3 separate regions of the Sus scrofa genome follow, and all the other regions are linked to region 3. The links are chromatin contacts, called in public HiChIP or PLAC-seq maps. All regions are on one chromosome and are shown on one strand. Each heading gives the region's core, a stretch centred on a gene start, on an enhancer-like site or on the middle of the called end of the contact. The rest is flanking DNA. Distances are from core to core; before and after follow the strand shown.

Region 1 (3,252 bases), core at 719-3,218, 690 kb before region 3:
TACCCCCATCCCAGGCCAGCAGCTCAACTCGGGACTGGGCCATGGCTGTCTCCAGCATCACAAAACTCAGGGCCGGCACACCAGTTTGAATGAATGAATGAATGAATAGATGAACCAATCAATGGAACCCTCACATCTCCCAAGAGACTGCCTGCAGTGACTCCATTCAACCTCTGTCCTCCCAGGACTCGCCTGACCCGAAGCAGTGGCTTCCCTCAGATGCCCCGCACCTATACCCCCCAACCCAGGCTAAACTGGGGCTCTCTCTTCTCTTAGATCTTGTCCCTATTCTGCTACTTATTGGCCACCTGACTTCGGGCCCGTCCGTCCTCTCCTCCAGTTCACCTCTGTGAGCCGCCGTTTCCTCATTTGCATTATGGGGACAACTATCCTAAGGCCTTTGGTACCAGAAGACCCCCCCCAGCAAAGAACCAAGTAAGAGTGGTAGCCAGTCAGGCAGTGTTGGCTGGCGAGGGGGAAGGGGACTTCACAGTCTCTTGTCACCCTTGTGTCAGCTGTGTGACCTTGAGCCAGGCACTGCTCCTCCTGGGTCTCCTCTTGTCCCCCAGTTGCCACCTGCGGTGTGTTCACCAAGCCCCTACAGTCTGTGAGCCACCTGCCTCCCAAAGCCCGCAGGGGAAGCTCAGGGTTTGGGGAGAAAGGGTGGGGAGGGGAGCCAGGAGGTGGGGAGGGGTCCTGCCCCAGCAGGACGGTGTCCCTCTCTTGGCCTCCTTTGTTCCATCTGTAAATGGGGGTTGTTGAAACTAATGCCTGCTTCTCTAGCTGTGTTCCCCTGAAACCCTGGGGTGAGGGGAGGCCCAGTGGGCGGGGTCGGACTGCCTTGTATGAGGGTTCTTTTGTTCCCAGACTAGGAGTCGAACCGGAGCTGCAGATGCCAGTCTACACGACAGCCACAGTAACACCAGATCTAAGCCACGCCTGCAACCTGCACCTCAGCTCACGACAACGCCAGATCCTTAACCCCCTGAGTGAGGCCAGGGGTCGAACCCACATCCTCACGGATACTAGTCAGGTTTGTTGCTGCTGAGCCACAACGGGAACTCCTGTGTGAGGTTTTGTTTGAAGGTAGGGTTCTGCTGCACATTATCTGGACCTGGGGAACCGAACTGCTCCAGGCAGCCCTTGTCCTCAGGAATTCCAGGCCATGCTGGAATATTCTGAGAAGGACTTGGGCCCTCTTCTCTCCTCCTCACGGAAACACAACGGAGTCCCGTCCGCCCCTGTACCCACTCTGCAGCCTCCTTTCCTTCCCCTCCAGACACATGGTCCTGCTGACCGGGCAGGGGCCCGGCCACGGTCCCCGGCTGCTCATTCCTGGGCCCCTCCACTGGCAATCAGTGGTGTCCTCAGCCGCCCCAGAGGCCACCGTCCCCCACCAGAGGCCAAACTGGGGCTGCAGGGTGCTTTTGCCACCCGGACACTTATCATCCTCACGGATGTCACCGTCTTTGACACAAGCTATCTTTCGCGTCCCACCTCCGGACCTTTGCACTGGCTATTCCTTCGTCTGGAATATTCTTTCCCCAGAAACCCACACGGATCCTTTCCTCCCTCCTTCAAGCCTCGGCTCAAACAGTGTCTCCTCTTGAGGTCTTCTCGGCCACCTGTCCCATCTTCCTCATCTCACCGTGCCGCTCATCCGGCTTGTCACCTCCCGACCAAGCACACGCACACTCGCACTGTCTGTCTTCCCCCTAGAACATAATAAGCTCCTGAGGGTGAGGGGAGCCCCCGCTTCGTTCGCTGGACTCCCGGCCCCTGGAACACAGCTTGGCACCAAGCCCGAGCGCCTAGACCTCTGTTTTCTGCTCCTGCCTGTCCCATCTGGCTTATATCTATGTACACACTGATTGCTGTGAGGCCAGCACCGTTATCCCCATTCTACAGAACAGGAAACTGAGGCCCAGACAGGTCGGCCCAGACGCTTACCTGGGTGGCACAAGTCCATTCTGAAGCCCCCCCGGGGAAGGGCGGCCCGGGCTCCAGGGGCCTGCTGACCCAGCTGCAGCTCGGCTGCTCAGGCAGAGATGTGTCACCTCAGCTAGAGCAGGCCCCTTCCCGTCCGCCCGCCCCGCCCAGCCCCTGTGTGGGGAGGAAGTCCTGTCCTGCCTGGGTTCTGGGGCTCTGGGGCTCTGGTACGTAGGCTCTTGACGTAACAGCACTTCCTAAAACCAGTTCTGCGTACTGGGGACTCTTTGCATGTTGGGGGTGGACGAGGGAGGGATAGAAGGACACGGGGGGCGGGGGATAAAAAGAGAAAGATGGTGCGACAGAGAGAAACATGCAGACACACCCCCCCGAGGAAGATGCTTATTAGAGCACAGATCCTTCTCCAGCGGGACCATGGGCACTTACTCAGCAACCTCCCTGCCCTTCAGCTGAAGGGTCACTCCACTTGAACAGTCCAAGCGGAGCCCCCTAGGTCCCACCCCACAAGCTCTCTTTCATCAACCCTCCCTTGATCAAGGAAAAATTAATCCAGTGCTAGCAAAGGCTCTGCCTCCCCTCAATGAAATGCTTGGCTTTTGCCTGTCTAGTGATTGGTCAGGCCAGATGTTCAGTTTCCCTTTTCCCCCAGGTTGCTGGGAAGCTCAGTCAAATCCAAAGTGCCTTGACGACTGTTCTGTTGTAACAGACAGACGTTGAGGCCAGACAGCAGGGTGATTCAGCTCTGCCACTCAGGGCCTGGGTGAACTTGGGTGAGTCACTTATTGGCAATGAGCCTCAGTTTGCTTACCTGTAAAAGCTGAATACTAATTCTCACCTCGGGGTTATGAAAAACATGGGGGACATAATGCATGTAAGATGCATGAATAGTCAATAAACACTATCTTCTTTCTCTTTTAGGTTTCAATTTTCTTTGGGGGTTAAAATTTACAATTCGACTGCTTGTGTCTTTTTTTAATTTTTTTTGGCAAGCTGATTCAAATCCTTGGTGGAAAAAAGTACAGTGTGAAGAAATATTTATAGGGGTTCCCTTGTGGCCTAAGGATTCGATGTTTTCACTGCTGTGCCTCAGGTTCTATCCTTGGCCTGGGAATTTCTGCATGCCGTGGGCATAGCCAAAAATGAATAAATACTTCAAAAGAAGAAATATCTAGGAGGTCCTATTGTGGCTTAATGGTAAAGAACCCGAACAGTGTGCATGAGGATTTGGGTTCAATCCCTGGCCTCGCTCAGTGGGTTAAGGATCTGGCCTTGCCAGGAGCTGTGGTGTAGGTCACAGAAACG
Region 2 (3,377 bases), core at 715-3,214, 660 kb before region 3:
CTACTGTCCTCCAGGCTGCCCCACCCCCATCTCATTCCCCTGCCAACCCTGGCCTGTCCTCACAACCCCAGGCCCACCTGCAGATCAGGGCCATCCCAAGCTGTCCGGAGGTTCCACCACCCCCGAGTCACTCTCATTACAGGTCACCAGTTCTTCAGGGGTGTCTAGCTGTCTTCTTGGTTTTGCATCCACTGCAGTACCAGCTCAGAGCCAGGTATTAAGTGGTGCATAATTGATACATGCAGATTGAAGAAGGGAGTCAATTGGCCCTGAGTCAGGGAGAGTTTTGCCAGGGCGGTCCTGGAGAAGCAGCTTCCTTAGGAAGGAGAGCAGGTGCGATTGTACAGCCAACATGGCCAGGTATGGTTGGGTAGGTTGTTTACTGCACAACAAGGCTCCATGTGATGGGGGATAAAACCCAGTGCATTTGTCTCTTTCCGAGTCATGGGACCATTCTCATTGGCTATATCTTCCCAAAGAGCTGCTTTGTACTTTTTTCTTTTCCTTTTATCTTTTTAAAAAATTTTATTTCTTTTCTCTATGGCTTCACCTGAGGCACATGGAAGTTCCCAGGCCAGGGATCAAACCCACCCCTCTGTAGTGACCTGAGCTGCTGTGGTTGGAGTCTTAACCCACTGCACCCCAGCGGGGACGCCTCTTTTTTTTTTCTTTAATAAGCATTTTATTTTGGAATAATTTCAGATTTCTAGCAAAATTGCAGGAACAGTAAGAAAATTCACAATATCCTTCACCCAGTTTCCCCTTATGTTCACAGCATTTGCATAACCGCAGTGCATTTGTCGAAACTAACACTTGGTACAATACCGATATCTAATTTCAGATTTGTTTTGGATTTTGTAACTTTTTCCACTAATTTTTTTTCTCGTTCCAGGATCTAATCCAAGATCCCACATTACACTTAGTGCATTGTTTTTGTTAGATTAACACGGAGGTTGCCCTGTAGGGTCGTGGTGGTTGGGAAAAGAATGTGGATTTGGGGGAGTAGCCAGAACGAAGTCCTTCGGTGTGGCCTGTGTGGCACCCGGGGTGGGTCATCGGGGGACACTTGGCCTCCCTGACCCCAGCTGGGTGCCGCGAAGTGCCTTCCACTGCCTCAGCTCCACCCGTGCAGAGCACAGATGTTTGTTGGCAGGTTTTAATCATTGGCTGGCCAAGTGCTGGCGCAGGTCCGTGGAGAGACTGCATTTCCCTTTCTGCAAAAGCCATTTTCAGCAACGCTGTAGCTTGTGTGTAAGCTTCTGGAAGGTTCAGCTCCAGGTGCCCCCAGGGCAGGGAGTGGGAGGGGTGCTGGGCGCCCAGCACCTGGCACTCCACACCCTTCTACTGGTTTCCCAGTTTGTCCTGCGTGAGTCTGGGGTGGGTGACTGGTGGCTCTGCCCATCCCCTCCTGCCCCTTGTCCCTGGAGCTGGAAGGGCGCTGGGCGTGGAGAGCAGTGGCGGCGAAGAGAAAGAGCAGGTGAACTTGGAGCCCGGGGCAAGGGTCCAGGGCTGCTCAGACCCTGAGTCTCCCTGAGGCCAACGGGGCGCCCTCGCCCTCCCCACCTGCTACAGAATTCAGGCTCTGTGTCCAGACTGCAGCTGGGGTGAGGGAAGAATGTGGAGGCCCCTAGCCTCGGGGTTGATTTCAGGCAGGGCTTTCCTAGTCAGCAAACTGATTTCTCAGAGCCTCTGTTTCAGCATTGTTAAGATGGGCCACAATTCCGGAGACCTGGGGGGCCTCCAGCGCGGGGCCTGGCTGGCCTGGGCGCTGCCTTCTGTTTCCCCTTCTCCATCAGCTGATCCCCACCTCCCTTTCTGCCTCATCCCCCCATCTCCCTCCACATTCAAGGGGTCCCACACTGGCCCCGCTGCTTGGCCAGGCTGTCCCCTCTGGCCGGTCCTCTCTCTGACACCAGCTTTCAAGTCCTGGCTTGAACGCCACTTCGCAAGCGCCAGCTCACCCTCTGTGTGATTCTGTGGTCCCCTCCCTGTCAGTCTTCCGTGGCCCCATCACTTCCTGCCCCGTTTTATGGACACCTGTGATGGGACTGTATCTTCCACCGGGACCTGCTGTAGTACCACTCACATCCTGGACTCATCAGCACCCAGTACAGTGCCTGGCACACCGTAGGTGCTCATTAAATGCTTATTGCTTAGAATTGAGGTGAGCTACGTCTTTGGAAGCCTCGAGTTCTCAAAGAACAGCTCTGGCCCTGCCCTTGGGAGGAAGCCTCCAGCTGAGAGGGTCCCCAGGTCTCCGGTTGGTGCTCCAGAGCAGGGATGCCCAGGGTAGGGCTCTGCCCAGCACCTGACAGCCACCCCACCCTCCGGTGGTTCTGCCAGACCGCATGCTCCGCCTTCTGCAAACGGCCGCGGGGGCAGCAGCTTGGGTAAGTTCCCCTTCCGCTTCCTCCTGCCTCCTGTCCCGCTGCTGCTGCTGCTCCTCGCTCAGGGCCCCCCTCCAGGCTCTCCACAGCCCCGGTGCCTGCAGAAGCGCTCCGCGCCCCCAGCTGTCACCACCACCGCCTCCCAGGCCTCAGACGCCATGCAGGCCATCAAGTGTGTGGTGGTGGGAGATGGGTAGGTACCTGGTGGGACTTGCTCCCAGCTCCCTCCTGGGGGAGCCCTGAGGCCCTCCCCCTCCCCACGCCCCTGGGAGGCGGCTTCCCCTGCCCTGCAGATCCAGGGTCCCTGGGAGGCAGCTGGAGGAACCACTCCCTTTTTCTCCCAGGGCCCAGAGGGAACCTCAGGACAGTGAGCTTCACCCTCGCTGCCCACCTCACCCCGGAAGCTGCCTGGGTTGAGGGTACAGGACTGAACTCGGGTGTGCCCGGGGCCCCTCACCTGCACCCCGAGACCTGGGGCAGGTCTCCCATGCACCCTCAGTCTTAACTGTGGATGCCGGCAGGGGGTGGTCCCCAGGCTGGCTTGGGCTCTAGTCACTGGCTTGCACTGCTGTGTGGCCTTGGGTGAGTCACAATGCCTCTCTGAACAGCTCTGTTGTCTGCAAAGAGGCCCTTGATGCCAGGTCACTTGGGATGTTCTGAGTGTTGGTCCTGTGCCTATACGCTCAGTCAAGAGCGCCTCTCACCCCCAGGCCTGCCTGGCTGGGGAGGGTGTGGGTGGATGTGGGGGAGGAGGTGGGGGGAGGGGTGAGAGAGGCCCCGCTGGGAAGGAGGAGAGAAGGGTGGCGGGTGAGCTGATCAATGCGGGCCAGGCTCCGCTGAGGGGGCTCCTCGGCTGTCAGATCTCAGGGACCTCAGATTGTCACATCCTCAGTGTCCTCCCCTGCACATGACAGGTTCAAAATGCCAGTCTCTCTTGCCTGCCCGCTCCGTTGTCTTAGCGTTCTGCCCAGAGGCACCTCCTGGGGTGGG
Region 3 (3,255 bases), core at 341-2,840:
TTCTCACCACAGCCCCCTGGCATAAAAAGAAAAGCATGACGGCTGGAGCTGAGTGAGAAGAAAATGGCAGAATATAAAGATGAAGGGTAGTGAAGGACCAGACAGGCCACGAGAAGACATTTGCATTTCACTCCAAGTACATAATGGGAAGCTGATGGAAGGCTGTGAATAGATTGCTTTGACCACCCTGACAAGAAGGAACCCTAGAAGGACAAGAGTGGACACTGGGAGTCCAAGCATGAAGCTGGAGATGATGGGGGAAAGTGGCAGCGTTCAAGATTTTTCTTTTCTTTTTTCTTTTTTTTTTTTTTTTTTTTTTTTTTTTTTTTTTTTTTTTTTTTTTTGGCTGCACCTGCAGCATGTGCAAGTTCCATGACCAGGGATCAAACTCGCACCACAGTAGGGATCTGAGCCACAGCAGCAACCATGCCGGGTTCTTAACCCACTGTGCCACCAGGGAACTCCAAAATGTATTTTGAAGAATAAAGAGGACTTATTGAAGGACTGAATGTGGTGGAAAAGGGAAAAGGAACTACCAGTGATGACTACCACATTTTGCAATGAGCACCATTCCATGGGTACCATGAACAAAAATTAGAAAAACTAGAAGATGAGGAAGATGAACAGATCAGGAAAGAACTGTGGAAACACATGCTGCTATTACCATTTGCATTTTACAGGTGAACAAGGTTTAGAGAGATCTAGAACCTATCCAGGTTCTCCCGACTAGTAAGTGGATTCTTCAGTATTTTCACATACATTTATTTTTACCTTCACTGTACCCTCTTATTTTCATCTTCAATTTACAGATAAGGAAACTGAGACCCAGAGATGTGAGGGCTACACAGCTAGTAAGTGGCATGGCCGTGACCAGTTATCAGATCTAATAGCAGATTTATTTTCCAATAAAGAAGACATGCTGAGAGACTGATAAGGAAACTTGGGAGACCAGGTAGAAAAAAATCTGAGGTTTGAACAAAAATCACATGCTCAGATTTTCTTTTAATGTTTTGAAATTCCCCAATAAGACTCCAGAACAAACTCGGTAAGCTGGGAGTTTCTAAAAGGACAGCACCGTACAAGGAGATCCTGCTGAATAGCATTGAGAACTATGTCTAGATACTCATGTTGCAACAGAACAAAGGGTGGGGGAAAAAATGTAATTGTAATGTATACATGTAAGGATAACCTGACCCCCTTACTGTACAGTGGGAAAAAAAAATGAATAAATAAAATAAAATAAAATAAAAAATAATATGTAAAAATGCCATTGTAGGAAAGTGGTTCCTGAGTCACCACTTCAGAATCACAGCTGCTAATAAAAATGCAGGTTCCTGGGCTCCATGGACGTTAGACCCAAAATCTACATTTTTTTCAAATTAACACTCCAGAAATCTTTGTCGAATTATAAGGTTTGACAACCGTAGAGGTATGGTTTAAACCCAGGCAGCCACCCTCCACACTAGCAGTGTGATCTTACGAGGTCACTTTGCATCTCCTGGCCTCAGCTTCCGAAACCGTGAAAAAACCAGGAATCACGACAAAATCTGCCTGAGACGCTCGACCTCCCCCTAGCGGGGAGAATCGAAACACACCAGCGCTAAAAGAAGGTAGGAGCCTGGGGTCGTTGCGGGACACAGAGAGGCCGAAGCGTCCCGCGAGGCATTGTGGGACATAAAGGCGCTGTCAGCCACTCGCCACCTCCAGCTTCAACTGAGAGCCGCCACGTTTTAAAAAACTTGAACGCCTTCTCGGAGCGTCCCCGGATACCCCATGACGTAACGGCAAACATCCTCTGGAGTCTTGCAGCCTCGGAGGCTAATAAGAACACCTCGAAAAGAACACCGATATACTTCCGGGTGTGCCTTCACTTTACGACTCGTGCGTTCCGCCGCCGAACCGGAAGGAAGCTGGCGAGCTATTTACGACATAGCGGGTCGTGTTTACGGCACCGGCCGCTGCGCGCGCATCTCTCCTCCTTTCCCGATTCCTTGAAACGCAGGCTGTGGCGCGGTCTCCGGCCTGCACTATCTCTCGCCATCGGGGCCGGCTAAAGCCGTTGCGGGTGAGTGTCGTGTTCCGTACGGTCCTGCGGATCTCCGGAGCCGACTTGGGCTGCGCCTGGCCTTCCGGGGGGGCTTACCGGAAGAGACCTCTGTACACCCCCTCCTGCTGCCGCTGTCCTTCCACGGGCGGGACAGGTATCGGCCTTCGGGGCCGGACCCAGTGCGGGATGCCGGGCAGTTCCCTGAGGTTGTGGTCCCTGGCCCCAGATAACGCTTAGCGGCCAGGGGGTGGGCGAATGTGATCATATTACTTAACCCAAGTGGGTCTCAGGATCTTTTTAAAGTGGCCCATGGCTCCCTGAGTTTTTATGAGTGAGGTATTGGGGGTGCCAAACCGAGCGGTGTTCGGCCCTGCTCTGAGGAGTTCACAGTCCAAGTTCTCTTACTTTTGTGTGAAATGGAAGTCTAGGATGGAGTAGCGTGATGTCTGATCTGAAACTCCCTACTTTCCAGCAATTGGTGACCGCAGTGGCCGCGAAAACGTACACAGTACTGGGGCCTGCCGGCCACAAGGCCGCCTCTGACTGCCCTGTTGGTGCCTCCTCATCCTGCCTCTGTAGCCAGTACAGCTGTCACTCCCTTTTAACTGAAAGGCTTAGTTTCTCCTGCTGGTTCCATTCTGCTCATTCTTAGATTACGTGTGTTGAAACCAGGTGACTTCTGCCCCCTGGAGAAATGCTGTCAAACCTTGGGCCTGTTTTCCATGAGCTCTGCCAAAACAAGGAGACTTTTTTTTTAAGTGTGTTTGGAGATACTGCCTTCTTGATACGGCCTGAAACCCCAGATCTTTTCAGACTGCTTTTCAGCTATAAAATCATGGGAAGAGCCTTGGACTTGGGCAGACAGCCTTAGAAATCAAATCCATTTTGAAATGATGGGCAGATCAACTGCTCGATTTGGCAGAACTGCCCATTTTTATCCCTAAAATGGGGGGAGAGGAGGTGGGGGGTTAGTGGTGTAGCATCTGACATGTTGTAGGAGCTTGAATTGAGACCATCACCCCTTCACCCGGTCCACTTTCTGAAGTACAATTTAAGTTCAAGTTGGAGGACAGTGCTCCTAGGTTCATTCCCTGTCTCCCAAGTGTCACTTCTGTAGGAAGCCTTGGTTTTCCCACATGGGAAGGAGGAAGAGAGTTTTCTAAATTTAGTACCCTGTGCTCTTTGATTGTTTTCCAGATGCCAAAAAA

Evidence for each region. HiChIP or PLAC-seq counts read pairs in DNA pulled down with a chosen protein or histone mark.
Region 1: an H3K27ac HiChIP or PLAC-seq map of alveolar macrophages shows a contact between it and region 3. The contact joins the promoter of CYTH4 here to the promoter of EIF3D in region 3.
Region 2: an H3K27ac HiChIP or PLAC-seq map of alveolar macrophages shows a contact between it and region 3. The contact joins the promoter of RAC2 here to the promoter of EIF3D in region 3. A contact is called at or near these places in 6 of 47 Hi-C or Micro-C datasets (embryonic fibroblasts, heart right ventricle, psoas muscle and 3 more) and 2 of 2 datasets of contacts at active chromatin or transcription factors (alveolar macrophages and skeletal muscle).

Annotation. Positions count from the first base shown.
Region 1 is chr5:10,519,615-10,522,866 of Sscrofa11.1, forward strand. CYTH4 (cytohesin 4) reads right to left here and starts at 1,969. Exons shown (of 13, transcript NM_001144121.1): 1 at 1,951-1,969. The coding sequence starts at 1,969.
Region 2 is chr5:10,552,022-10,555,398 of Sscrofa11.1, forward strand. RAC2 (ras-related C3 botulinum toxin substrate 2) reads left to right here and starts at 1,965. Exons shown (of 7, transcript XM_013997536.2): 1 at 1,965-2,390. The coding sequence starts at 2,281.
Region 3 is chr5:11,211,722-11,214,976 of Sscrofa11.1, forward strand. EIF3D (eukaryotic translation initiation factor 3 subunit D) reads left to right here and starts at 1,591. Exons shown (of 15, transcript NM_001244723.1): 1 at 1,591-2,065.